Regions from separate parts of the Rattus norvegicus genome. Here region 1 is linked to region 2. A link is a contact called in public HiChIP or PLAC-seq data. All regions are on one chromosome and are shown on one strand. Each heading gives the region's core, a stretch centred on a gene start, on an enhancer-like site or on the middle of the called end of the contact. The rest is flanking DNA. Distances are from core to core; before and after follow the strand shown.

Region 1 (6,711 bases), core at 2,440-4,939, 47 kb before region 2:
TACACATTCTTGTCAGCAGCCCACAGAGCCACCTCTAATATAAACCACATTCTAGGCCATGAAGCAAGTCTTACCAAATACAAAAGAATCAATATAATCTCTTATATCTTATTAGACCATGGTAGAAATTAAACTAGAAATCAACAAAAGGAACACCCAGAGAAATTATACAAATGCGCTGAGACTGACAGCTCTTGATTAACCTCTGTGTCATTAAAGAAATCAGGAGAAAATGAAAAGGCTCTTGAGGTGAAATCAGAACCTTTGGGGTACAACTAGGGCAGCTCTGCCAGGAAGAGTGGGCCTCAGATGCTCAGGGTTAAGAGCGCCTGCTGCCCTTCCAGGACTCACATCAGCTGGCTCACAACTGGTTTTAACTCCCACTCCAGGGGATCCTACACTCTGGCCTCTGTGAACACTACACTCAACTCCACACATATCTACCCATAATTAAATATAATAAAAATAATTTTTTTTGAGACTCAGAAAAAGGCTGATGAGGTGGACAGGCTGGCAGGAAGAAAGGTTGCATGCAGGCCTGCGGATCTGAGTTTGTTCTCTAGAGTAAACATGAAGAGAATCTGACTCCCTCAAGTTGTCCTCTGACAACCACAGTGTACCTTGAGTGTACACACATGCATACACACTCGCTAACATAAAGATTTTTTTAAAATCGGAAATATCTAAAATATACTTATAATCCAACAAAAATTTGATATGAAATGGATAAATTTCTAGATATATCTGACCTACTAAAATTAAATCAAGAAGGAGTAACACAAAGCTGCTTAGTCATCAAGACTGAAGCTGTAATAAACGGTCACCCAACAAAGACGGTCCCAGCAGACACATCTACTGCTGAGTGCGGACAAGCCTTGGAGGAAAGTGACTATCAATGGGCCTTCATCTGTTCTTTACAGCAGAAAGGGAAGGAGTGCAATCCACCCCATGCTACAACACCAAAAGCCAAATCTAAACAAGAAAAAAACAAGGCTATAGACCAATTCCCCTGACTCATATACACACAGACACACATAGACACACACACACAGACACACACACACACACAGACACACACACACACACCCCACACACAGACACCCACCCACCCACCCCCACACACACAAATCTCACTAAATTCCTGTAAAGCAAACTTAAGAATTCACCAAAAGGGGCTGGAGAGATGGCTCAATGGTTAGGAGCACCAACTGCTCTTCCAGAGGTCCCGAGTTCAAATCCCAGCAACCACATGGTGGCTCACAACCATCTGTAATAAGATCTGATGCCCTCTTCCGGTGTGTCTGACACCTACAGTGTCAGTGTACTCATATATAATAAATAATAAAGACAGCTACAGTGTACTCATATATAATAAATAAATCTTAAAAAAAAATTTCACCAAAAAAGTGTACCCTGACGAAGCTGGTTTCATTGCAAGGAGCAAGCTTAGCTCAACATGTGCATATCAATGAGAGCTTAATCAGAACATAAATAGACCTGAGGGTAGAAAGCATTTGACTCAGGCAAAAAGGACTTTGGCAAAGTTCCCTGAAGAACATACCCTAACATAATAAAGGCTGTCACAACAAACATTAGCTAACATTATGATAAACTGGGAAAACTTAATAGCATAACCTCTAAAATCTCAAGGGAGACAAGGGCACCCACTTTCCATGCCTATTCAATTTAGTGCTATAAGTCTCAGCTTCACCAGTAAAAGGAAGAAAGAAAAGAACCCAAACAGAAGTCCGATCACGTTGCAGATGACTGATCCTTTACTTAAAAGACCCTAAAGACCCCACCAGAAGAGGTGTAAAATCTGATTAACACTCTCAGCAAAGCAGCATCTACAAAATCAATATGCAAAAACCAATAGTTTTTCTAGACACCAGTAATACTTGCCAAGCAAAAAATTAAAACAAAACAGAAACCTGTGGAGCTAGAGAGAGGGCTCAGCACTCACAGCCTCATACACGGTAGATCACCATAAGTTCCAGAAAAGTAATTGCCTTCTTTTTATATTTAGGGACACCAAGTACACATGTGCTTTACATGCATACATGCAAAAAAAAAACAACATAAACAAAAAACACTCATACACATAAGATAAAATAAATCAATCTAACAAAAAATTTTAAATACATATGAGGTAAAAGCCCCTCTAATTAAAAGTTCAAGACACTGAAGAGGTCGAAGACATTACTGAATATAAGAATATAGAAAAACTCTCCCAGAGACTAGATTTAATATTGTGGAAATGGCTATTACCAAAAGCCAACTTCAAAATCAATCCAATCCCTATCAAAACTACAATGAAAATGATTCACAGAACTAGAAAAAAAATCTAAAATTCAGTGGAAATAAACAGACTTGAAACAGCTATTATCAATGGTCACTAGAACAATATACCATCCTTAGCAGAAGAAACAATGCTACTTAGTAAGAAAACAAAACACCATTCTGGGAACACAAAGCAGGCATGGAGGTGAAGGACCAAGAAATAAACCCAAAGAAGAGTCACCCAATTTTGGACTCAACTGTGAAGAACTGTGGAGAAGACCTGGCTGCTTTAATCCTGGTGTACTTCCAAAGTAGGAGAATGAAACCAGATCCTTACCCCTATCTTATACAAAAATCAATTCAAAATCCAAAGACCTTAATGTAAGTTCTGTAAAACTGTCTGGGAACATACTTTAAAATGAAAATATAGGCAATAATTTTCTGGTGCTAATAATATAAGAAACAGTGATAACAAGTGGGATTATATGAATTTCTATACAGGAAAAAAAAGCCAGCGTGATGGGAACCTGCAGATGGAGTGAAATGTCTGCCAGCCACACATCTGATGGACACTAATACCTCACACATAGAGAGCCACAAAAATTAAACTTTAAAAGAATCAACTCATTCAAGTAAGTAGGCTGATTGCCAAAGAAGAAACACATTGGCCAATGTATACTTTAAAGAGTTCAACTGCTCAGGGACTCTCTCCCACTGCAGCCTCAGGACTGATGTCAGGAAATGAATGATAACAAATGCTGGGGAGGATTCGAGGGAAGAGTCATTATTCACTGTGGGTGGGAATGTAGACTTGTGCAGCCACAAACATGAGAGGGAACCGGGGACTGGGGAGTGCCTCAGTGGCCAAGAGCACTTGTTGCTGTGCAGAGGATCCGGTTGGCAGCATCAGTGGTCCACAACCATCTGTAATTCCAGTTCCTAGGAAGCCATTACCCTCTTCTGGCCCCCACAGACACTAGGCACGAATGTGGTGCAGAGGCACACAAGCAAGCAAAGCACTCACACAAATATAATAAAATAAATCAATCTAAACACTTTTAAAGCCCTGAAAACAGGAAAAAAATTAATTGAAAACAGAACTACCATTTGATCCAGCTGTAAGTCTTGGGTTAATGACAAAAAAGAAATAAAAAGGATAGGAAAGGACGTAGACTGCTGGGTATGGTGGAGGGCAAAGTTTACTGTAGATAAAAGGGAGACACATAGCTGAGGTAGACACATCTGGGAGAGCAAAGAGTGGTCATGACCCTAAAACGTGGGGAGAGGGGGAGGAAAGGGAGAGCAGAGAACCAGGTACAGCAGCCAGAAGGACAAAGGTACCAGGAAAAACAGGCAAGAAGCAAAATGTCTGGATTCCGTGGGAAGCGCCTGGGGGAAGCTCGGCCTAACCCCCAGAGAGAGGAGCTGGGAAAGCTGGAGCCAGGACCACTCAGATAGGTTAAATAGGCACCCAGCCAGTTAACACAACAGAGGGACTCCACACCCACACTTAATAGTCTCAGTCACAGCAGGAGAGGAATGGATGAAGAAAATGTGGTCCGTACACAGGGTGGAATCGGAGGCAATCACTAAGAAAATGGATGCAGGGGTTGGGGATTTAGCTCAGTGGTAGAGCGCCTGCCTAGCAAGCGCAAGGCCCTGGGTTTGGTCCCCAGCTCCGGGGGGGAGGGGGGGGGAAGAAAAAAAAAAGAAAAGAAAATGGATACAGCTAGAAATATGAGTGAAATAAGCTCCTGAGATAGACAAATACTGTATGCGTGTGTTTGTCTAGAGTTTAGGTCACAAAACTAGACGTGGGGCCCTAACAGCAAAGGAAGAGATCCTAAGCAGGGCAGGAAATGGAGAGGGTAACAGAATCCCAGCAATAAGAAGGGGAAATGCAGCAGTAACTGGGGGACGAGGGAGCCAGCCCGGGAGGGCAGGACTACCAGAGGGCAGGGGAGGGGATGACTGAGAACGATGGCTGATGACAAAGGAGTCCCGCTGCGCAATAGCGCACTCTGTAGGTCAGCCTGGAAAATGAACTGAAAGAGAAGACTGTCTTATACTCTGAAGCCATCGAGGATATTTTTACAGTCAATGCTCACATTTTCTTAGAGTTAAAAAGCAAGAACAAAGAAATAAACTCTAGGGGTTGGGGATTTAGCTCAGTGGTAGAGCGCTTGCCTAGGAAGCACAAGGCCCTGGGTTCGGTCCCCAGCTCCGAAAAAAAGAACCAAAAAAAAAAAAAAAAAAGAAAGAAACTCTAAACAAGTAGAGATAAAGATTAATTTTAGTTTTTAGTCCATTCCTTTCTGTAGCATCTTTATATTAATACTTTCATTAACAAGTAAATGTTATCAAAAGTAAATAAATATTTATAATGAATATAATGTATAATAGTTAAATATGAATTTAAAAATAAGTAAATCAAATAAATCAAAATCAAATAAATAGGCAGGTGGTGATGCTGCATGCCTTTAATCCCAGCACTTGGGAGGTAGAGGCGGCAGTTCTCTGAGATCAAGGACAGACTGGTCTACAGAGCAAGTTCTAGGATAGCTAGGGCTACACAGAGAAAAGAAACCCTGTCCTGAAACAAAGTAACACAAAATAAGAGCAGATGTGCAAAAAAATGTTGGTTCACTGAAAAAAATGTACATTATTTCTGAGCAAAAATGCAGTAAGTAATGATACATTTGAGAAGTCTTTGAAAATTCTCCTAAGTAACACCCACGCAAGAAAACTGCCCAAAGCTGACAGAGCAAAACCACAAGTGAGTTTCACTTTTCTTGGAATGACTCTAACCAACTCAGAGCCATTTAAGATTCTCAAATCTCAGACAGGTTTCGAAAGCTCGTTCTGACATCCTGATTGAAGGAGACCTTCCTCTGAGCAGGAACAGCAGAAGGGCCTTGCTGGCGATGCACCGGAACGCAGACTCGGGGGTCTATGCCGGCCAACTTCTTCCCTTCTCTTATCTACATTAAAACCAAGGGTTTCACAGAGGCCACCAGAGGCAGTTGCAGACACATACAATGTTTTAAATGACCACTTATTTTCACTTTATGCGCTATATTCTCTCTGCATGTATGTCTGTGAGGTATCAAAGGCCCTGGAGCCAGCAGCTTGGTACACAAAGAACAGCTGAGAACGGTCTTGTGGGTGCTGAGCATTAAACCCACGACTTCTGGAAGAGCAGCCAGTGCTCCTAACTGTTGAGCCATCTTTCCAGCACCTACCTCTTTTTAATACAGAATTTTGTTTTAATAAAACAAAATAAGTACTTATTCAGAAGCACATGCATCAGAGGTAGGAGTGCAGACAGGCTTGACAGCTGGATTGTGAGCAAGATCAGAGCTGTGGAAAGTATACTGAAAGAGCAGAAAGGAAGATATCTTTTAAAAGCACTGGCCATGCTTAAGCCTACAGGCAAACGGGAAAATGAGGCAAAAAAACTATTTTAAGGAAAATACAAGCAGAAATGATCCAGCCAAGACACTGGAAATGCAATTCCACCCTGCAGGGAACCGAAAGGGCTGGTGGAGAACTATGCCCCTCAGAATCTCCTGGGAGCTGGAATAGCAGGGCTGGAATCTGAGGTGGGGTGAGGTAAGAAGGCTGGAAGGTCAAGAAAGGTGTGTAAGAGCCACATCTACTTATCCACAGGAGGCTCCCAACTAAAGTAGGCTAAGAGCACACCAAGTGTCCAGCTTCTCAATGGCCTTTAACCATCAATCGCCTTTATTTATCTTTCATAATAAGATTAATGGTTCCTACTGTACCATCAGAGGGCTCCTAATGTTAACTCTCTTTTAAAAGATTTATTGAATTTTTGTGTGCATGTGTGCCTGGTACACGCAGATGTGAGAACGGGACACTGGATCTCCTGGAACTGTACTAACAGATGGTTGTAAGCTACCATTTGGGTGCTGGAAATTGAATCCCAGGTCTTCTGTAAGAGCAACAAGTACCTTTAATCTCTGAGCCATCTCTCCAACCCCTAATTTTAGATCTCAAAATTTTTCTCTGGGTGACTGGGCAAGGTGGTACACACCTTTAATCGTAGCACTCATAATACAGAGACAGGTAAATCTCTGAGTTTATGGAGCTAGTTCAGACCAAATGTTAACATTCTAAGCTTCACCCCCACAGTTACTTGGCAACAGCCAGATATGCCTGATAGAAAAGGGGCTGCTTGCCCCCTTCTCATTCTCTTGCTCTTGCCTTGCCCCCACCTCCATTCCCCATCCCCTCCCTCCTCTCTCCACCTGCAGATTGCTGGTCTCTACTCCTCTTTCTCTACCCCCAACCTCGGCCTTTCTCTGCCCCTACTACCCTCTTAACTCCCCTCCCCATACCCTGTGGCTGGTCCTTAGGGGGTTAGGGGGAGAAGAGATGTCTCAGCAGAGGCATCCCCTTCCCCCACAC
Region 2 (7,032 bases), core at 3,061-5,560:
TATTTTTTGGTGTTACTAATGTATGTGTATGTCCACGCACCACAGCATGTGTGTGAAGGCTGGGGGACTGACGCATGGGTAGCTCCCTCCTTCCACTGTTGGGGTTGCATTCAAGCTGTCAGGCTTGCTTGGCAAGTACTCTATCAGCTAAGCCATCTCAAGGCCCCTTAAAGAGGGCTTTTGTTTTTTTTTTTTTCTGTCTCCTAAAGTCATTGTGCACTTTCCCCTTTATCCAATAATGGCATTCATTGTTTGGTGAGAGCAGACACTGTCTACAAAGACATTAATGGAAGGAAGGTCTGAATCAGTTTTATCTTCATACCTGCCAAACGGATCTGAAACCACAGGGCTCTGGATCTGGATGGGCTAAGCCTTTGAAAGAAGAAATGGTTTTGTTTATAATCCAAAGCAGGCTTGCTTGCAAAGCTTAAATCATATTGGAGGATTGAAGTTTTAGGCTTGAGAAAACCGTGCCACAGAGGAAGGACAATGATGTGACTCACAGACAGCCCCCCCCAACCCCCATCCCCTGCAGGAACTCCAAAGCAATGTTTCCTGGGCTGAGAGGGAGAAATGAGAACAGGGAAGAGTGAACAGAGCTGAAGTGCCTAAGAGGGGCCCACTCCTAAGGCCTTGCTGGTCAAACCCTCAGAGACTGGGTGGGCAGAAGGTTCGGCCATTAGAGCAACTGTTTTGCTCTTTCCTTGTGCCAGCTGAACACAGCACATCACTGGGATCAGCCTCAGAGGGTTAGAAATGGCATCTGGTGGATGGATCTTACACTTGGAGAGCCTGAGTGAGTGTCCTTGGTCTGTGGGACCCAGATGGATGAGACCTTTGAGCTCCTGGGGCAGCCTGGGGTGGGACAGAGCAGAGGACATACACACCACATGTGCTGAGAGGAGGGGAGAGACACCACATCTTGCAGAAGAACTTGGATTCCAAAGAGTTGAAGGGGTTGGATCTTTCCAGAGAAAGTCATGAACTATCAAGGGAAGTCATAAAGTAACATGGACCACAAATGCAGAGGCTCAAGGGAGCCTGAAAGACTGAGACGGTACATCGAGGTTTGAAGGACCATCTTCATTGTTGATTTTGAGGTAGAGCAGCCTGGAAGACTTGGTCTTGGAGGAAAGAAGGCCAGCCACACAGTCTGGGAGAAATGGGCTTAGTTGCCCATAACCTTTTTCTTTTCTTTTTTTTCTTTTCTTTTTTTTCCCATGTGGAAAGGTTTAATGAGAGAAGAAGAGTAGAAGAGGAGTAGAGGCCGGCCATAAGCACGAGGAGGGAAGGGGGGAGGGGAATGGGGAGAGAAGGACAAAGGAGGGGAAAAGGGAAAGAACAAGGAGCAAAAGCCCATAGCCTTTTTCTAGCCAGCCAAGGATCCTGTCTTTAGGAGGAGGAGATTCAAGTTGAAGAATCAGCTGTGCTTTCTGTTTCTGTTAAGGAAAGACAGGGGCCGGGGGATGATTTTGTGGGTGAAGTGCTTTGGATCCCCAGCACTCACATAAAATTTCAAGCAGGGGTAGTGTGAGCCTGTAATTCTACCACAGAAAGGTAGCAATGGGGAAGAGGGGGCAGTTAGGAGAGAGACTTCTGGAGTTTGCCAGCCAGCTAGCTGAGTCCGATAGCTGAGTTCCAGTTCCAGGGAGACACTGCTTTAGAATAATAAAGTGGAAACCAATTGAGGAAGACACCAATGTCCGCCTCTGGCCTTCACATACATGCACAGGTATGTGTGCCTATACACATATGCACACAGCCACACAAGGGGAAAGATGGCGGCTTATCCCTGTTAATATAAAGTCAGGACTGGGTTTACCAGGGCCAGGCTTTGAAGGAATGCTACATTAATGGAGTAAGAAACAAAGCAAGGGCTGGAGAGATGGCTCAGAGGTTAAGAGCACTGACTGACTGCTCTTCTTAAGGTCCTGAGTTCAATTCCCAGCAACCACATGGTGGCTCACAACCATCTGTAATGGGATTCAATGCCCTCTTCTGGTGTGTCTGAAGACAGTGTACTCATATACATAAAGAATCTTAAAAACAACAACAACAACAACAACAACAAATAACAAAACAAGACCCTAGCACAATATGGTAGCATACAGCACACATCTACCTGGGGTCCTCCAAACGTTGTATGGAGCCTTTTCCCTCTGCACATCAATGGAGTTCTTTCTGATTTGTAGTTGAACTTCCCAAGGGCTGGTGGTAGCCAGGGAAGGAGAGTGAGCCACCAAGGAGGTGATGTGAGAATTTTACTTGAAGCCAAGGGTTCCTCAGTGAACCTGCAGGGCTTGTGAAAAGAGAAAGGAGTCTTCAAACATTCCACAGAGGCCTCCAGAGAAGTGGGTTAGAGCAAATGTTTTTGTGGGGCTCACACAATGTATTAGGAGAAGTGAATCTGCAATTTGGGACTGATGCTTGGAATGTTTAAGCCAAGGTTTGTTTTCTTTCCCAAAATGATTGCTGGCTGATTGCAGTTGATCCATTAGAATGTTATGCATTGCTCGTGGGAACAACTGGTCTAACCTAGTACAAAAAAGGAGATCGAAGGTCTAAACTCTCCCTCTCTCTCCCCCCGCCTCTGTGTGTGTGTGTGTGTGTGTGTGTGTGTGTGTGTGTGTGTGTGTGTGTGTAGCTCTCTGTGTAGATTTATTATGTGTGCCTGTGTATGTTCCCTAGGGCTTTTGTTTCAGATGGTGTCTCACCATGTTGAACAGGTTGATTTTAGAAGAACCTCATGAATATCTGGGGCTAGATGTGTGCACCTTGACACAGCTGTGTGTTTTTAATTAAATTCAGGGCTGGCACACTTGCCTGAAAGTGTTTGAAGTTTATGATTAAAATGACTCAAGTGCAAAGATATTTTAACTCTGCTATTATGTCGGTGAAAAACAGAAAGCCCCCGATCCTATAAGTTGTGGAAATTTTCACCCTGCCCCTTTAAGAAAATGTAGGCACCTCTAGTTTAGACTTTCTTTTGGAAAAGCAACCAGGATTCATATTTAGTTAATTCAGAGCCTACTTTAGACACTCCTCAGTAATTCTTTCCCACCATACTTCAGGTTGAGTTCAGGCGTCAGGCAGCAGGTGGTACAGGACACCACCTAGTTCTACACTGAGGAGGGAAGTCCTTTTACCTTCTACCCTCTGCCCCTTGCTGGCCTCCACTAAGGTACTTTCTCTGCTGTGGGCGCCATTTGCTGCTGGGATTGCTATCTCCTGCCCTGAATGCCTCCCGTACTTGCCTTGTGCCTCTTGCTTAGGAGTGTAGGCCCTCCCAGATTAAGTCCAAGCCTTTGGTATCCTCAGGTCTTCACAGTAGTTGTGAACCCCACCCAAAGGCACTAAACCTATTGTAACCAGCCAAGCAGAGATGGCTGGTCCTTCCCCGTGGTCATCAGACGATTGAAATAATGGGCCCCAATAAACTAGAATACCACCTGAACCTCATGCTGGGAGAAGAGAAAGTCTAAAGCTAGGGCCAGCCAGAGGGGGAAAAAAATCAGGAAAGGGATTCGCAGTTTGTCAGACTGTGATCTGGGAGAGATGAGGGGGAACAGCCGGTGCGGGGGGGGGGGGGGGGGGCACCACAGTCTGCCCCAGACTGATTGCTTAGCTTGGCCCCTACTTAAAACTGAACCTTATTTCAGGATCCCAAGATAAATGCGAAGGGCTCACTAGATTTCTTTGTCCGTCTCAGTGTGACCACATTGAATAAAAATCTCGTCTTTCTGTTTTCCACTATTAATTGGGCTGCTTTTATTGGCTTACTGAGGACGGTTGGCAAAGCAAGGCTTGTTGAGGCGCAGTCTGGGGCCTCAAATGCAGTAACACTTATCTAGGATACTCAGGACCCTTGGAAGCTCACAAGCCCCAGCTACATTCCTTTCTGTTCGCCCACCCTCCTCCTGCTCTGCTGTTCTGTTTGCAACCCCCCTCCGGTGTGGTGTGTTTTTCCAAGTCCGCAGACAGAAAGAATGTTTGAGCTGCCTCTCCTCTAAGATTCCCTTTCACCCAGCTGGAGAATTCCACCCTCCTGGCCTTCTCCCTAGGCTCCGCCTCCCTAACCAGGAAGGGCTTTTATTGCCTTTTTGTGTGGCAGGAAATTGCAATGACCTCATGTCGTATGGTTTATATTAAAAACCATACTATACCATGCCTCAGGTCGAGATATTTGAGGATATTTCGTAAGTTTGAGGCAGAACAAGGGGCCCCTTCTTATCAACCCGCAGGCCCTGGGCCTGTTTGTGCAGCGAGTTATTCTTGCCCTCACCCCATCCCCCTCTCAGCTCCGGAGCTTGCCGCTTGCAGGTCACATGATCTGTAAACCCTAGCTAGGTCCATCCCCCTGAGACACCAGCGTGAGCTGGGCCTGGAGAAGTCTGGCTATTTTCTGAGCTAGAGAGGAAAGTGGTGGGGGCTGCCGCGCTCCACTGCGGATCCAGCTTCCACCCAGGATCATCTCTCAGCCTCTCCGGTCTTGCTGTGATCGGTTTCTGAGAGAACTTCAGCGTCTAGTTTGCTTTCTCGCTGACTCCATTTTGTACATCTGATTATCTGCTCAGTATTTCACCCCCCATCCCCCCAGGTTTTTATTGTTGCTGTTTTGAGACAATCTACTGGATCCCCGGTTGGCCTCAAATTCACTTGGTAGCAGAGGGTGTCTTTGAGGTCCTGATCTCCTCTACCTCCTGAATGCTGAGGTTACAGATGTACATTACCGTGCCTGGTTTATATGGTGCTGGAAATTGAATCCAGGGCTTTGTGCAAACCAGGCAAGCACTCACAGCTAAGCTCTTCCTCTTCCCCCCCTCCTCCCCCTCCTTCTCCTCCGCCGCCTCCTCCTCTTTTTCTTTTTTTTGAGACTGAGTTTCTCTCTGTATCCCTGGCTATTCTGGAACTTGGTTCCATAGGCTGCCTCTGTCACCTGAGTGCTGGGATTAAAGGTGTGTGCCACCATTGCCTGGCTCACTGAGGGTTCTTGAAGTGTTTTCTTGGTTAGAGTTTAATGGAGATCTGACTTTGAAGACCTTTACTTCTGAAATGAAGTTCTAGAGGGAAAGAGTAATTCTTTGCATTCCTGTTATAAAAACCCTGGAACAGTTGAAACCGTTGAAAAACAGTGATGTTTAAACTAGAGGAAAAGTCATGAGCAAGAAATACAAAAATCAAAAGCACATAAACATATTTCAAAACTTCTTACTACCAAAGCCCCAAAGGTACTGTGTCCGTCATATTGCTTTAGAGGCAGCCATTTTGTTGGTCTATCTGCTCATGTGCAGAGTTCTCAGCTGTTACAGTCTTGTGACTATTTTGGTCCTGTACAGCTACATCAGATCCCCAGTTACCAGTTTTTAAGCTCTGTCCTATCTGGACAGTTTATATTGGAACAATATACATTAGGTGCTCAAGTAACAACCTCGTAGAGAGACGTACAGGCTGTTGTTTTAGACCTACCTTCCTAACAGTATCTGAATATCCTTACTTTATGTAATCCATATCCCTTCACTTATACCAATTGAATTTATATTATTGCTATTATAATTATAATAATTACTATAATTATCTTGGTCTTTTGAGACAGGGTCTCACTACATAGCCAAACCTAGCCCAGCATTTACTTGTGATCCCTAAAACTCAGTCTTCTGAGTATCCAGAGTACAGGCAGGTGGTGCCATGTCTGGTTCTCATTCATATTCTCTTTCTCTCTCTCTCTCTCTCTCTCTCTCTCTCTCTCTCTCTCTCTCTCTCTCTCTCAATACCGGGCTCTTTCACGTAGCCTTAACTGTCTTGGAACTCACTATATAGATCAGGCTGAAGAGTGCTGGGATTAAAGGTATGTGCCACCACCATCTAGCTTTCTTTTGCTTTTTGGTTTTTCTTTTAAGCAACTCAAATTAATAGCATGAGTAACTTTTGTAGTGGAATAAAGGTAGGAAAAATAAGTTTGGGTTTCCATTTTTTCTTTTTTTAAAAAAGATTTATTTACCTATTTTATGTATGTGAGTACACTGTCACACATACATACACAGAAGAGGGCATAACAGAAGAGGGCATCAGATCTTACTACAGATGGTTGTGAGCCACCGTGTGGTAGCTGGGACTTGAACTCAGGACCTCTGGAAGAGCAGTCCGTGCTCTTAACCCCTGAGCCATCTCTCCAGCCTTCTTACTTTATCATTTTATACATATTTATTGCAACATCCAGGCTGCCTCTAAAATGACTCTGCATCATCCTCACTGCCTTCCTACTTGGTCATCACATGTCATCCCACACTAAGTAAACTGGTCCAATGCTTTCTGTCCTCCAGGCTCCCAGGCTCGGCATCTCCCCTTGGAGCAGCTACTATAACAGGCCTAAGCACCTAGCACTTCTGACTCCATAGTGGAAGTGCCATTCATGCCATAAAGCCCAGCATGCAGACAGTGCCACCTGCAGAAATGAAGACGAAGACCGGATCCAGCAGAGCCCTAAGTGTGCCAACCTAGCATTTTAGCGTCTACAGTTCCACTTCTGGCTAACTGTTTTTGTTAACTAAAGTATGTCAAAACCAAGATATGGGTTTTTTTTTTTTGTGTGCTTGAAAGCTCACTCTGAGAAAGGCTCAGGCTACACTGGAATCTTGAACAGCCAGTGTAGTTGGGGCAGGTTAATAAAACCTTTCTATTGGCTTAAACCCATGGTCAAATACTCATCTCTGGTGGATACCCCAAAATGCTACCAGTGCGTCAAGCACAATGCTAAGGATTCTCTGCTCTCAGGAAATTCATATCCTAGTCACTCAGTGGGGAGTGTCTGATGCTGTGTGGAAATTTACATCGAGAATTAACTAAAACCCAAGTAGCTGGCCACTCCTGTGAGGGATTTTTCTTGATGGGATCATTTGAGGTAGGCAGACACACCCCAAATCTATGTCATACCTTGTGGCAGCTGACATAAAAGGACATGGAAGGAAGCTTTGTTTTTTGCCTACTTTCCTTACTCTGGATGGTAAGCTCATCTACTCTCTTCTGGGGTGTTGC

What was found. HiChIP or PLAC-seq counts read pairs in DNA pulled down with a chosen protein or histone mark.
Region 1: an H3K27ac HiChIP or PLAC-seq map of oligodendrocytes shows a contact between it and region 2, with 2.4 times the contacts expected there. The contact joins two enhancer-like sites. A contact is called at or near these places in 8 of 12 Hi-C or Micro-C datasets (the Rat2 cell line, Schwann cells, kidney and 3 more) and 1 of 1 datasets of contacts at active chromatin or transcription factors (oligodendrocytes).

Annotation. Positions count from the first base shown.
Region 1 is chr8:82,280,564-82,287,274 of GRCr8, reverse strand. All of the region lies in intron 5 of Nedd4 (NEDD4 E3 ubiquitin protein ligase), which reads right to left. Among named protein-coding and RNA genes, the nearest start is that of Nedd4, 19 kb to the right of the region's middle. Within about 2 kb of position 3,689, at least 6 of the 93 cell types and tissues checked have an H3K27ac peak or open chromatin away from gene starts, as enhancers often do.
Region 2 is chr8:82,233,514-82,240,545 of GRCr8, reverse strand. No RefSeq gene overlaps it. Among named protein-coding and RNA genes, the nearest start is that of Nedd4, 28 kb to the left of the region's middle. Within about 2 kb of position 4,310, at least 87 of the 93 cell types and tissues checked have an H3K27ac peak or open chromatin away from gene starts, as enhancers often do.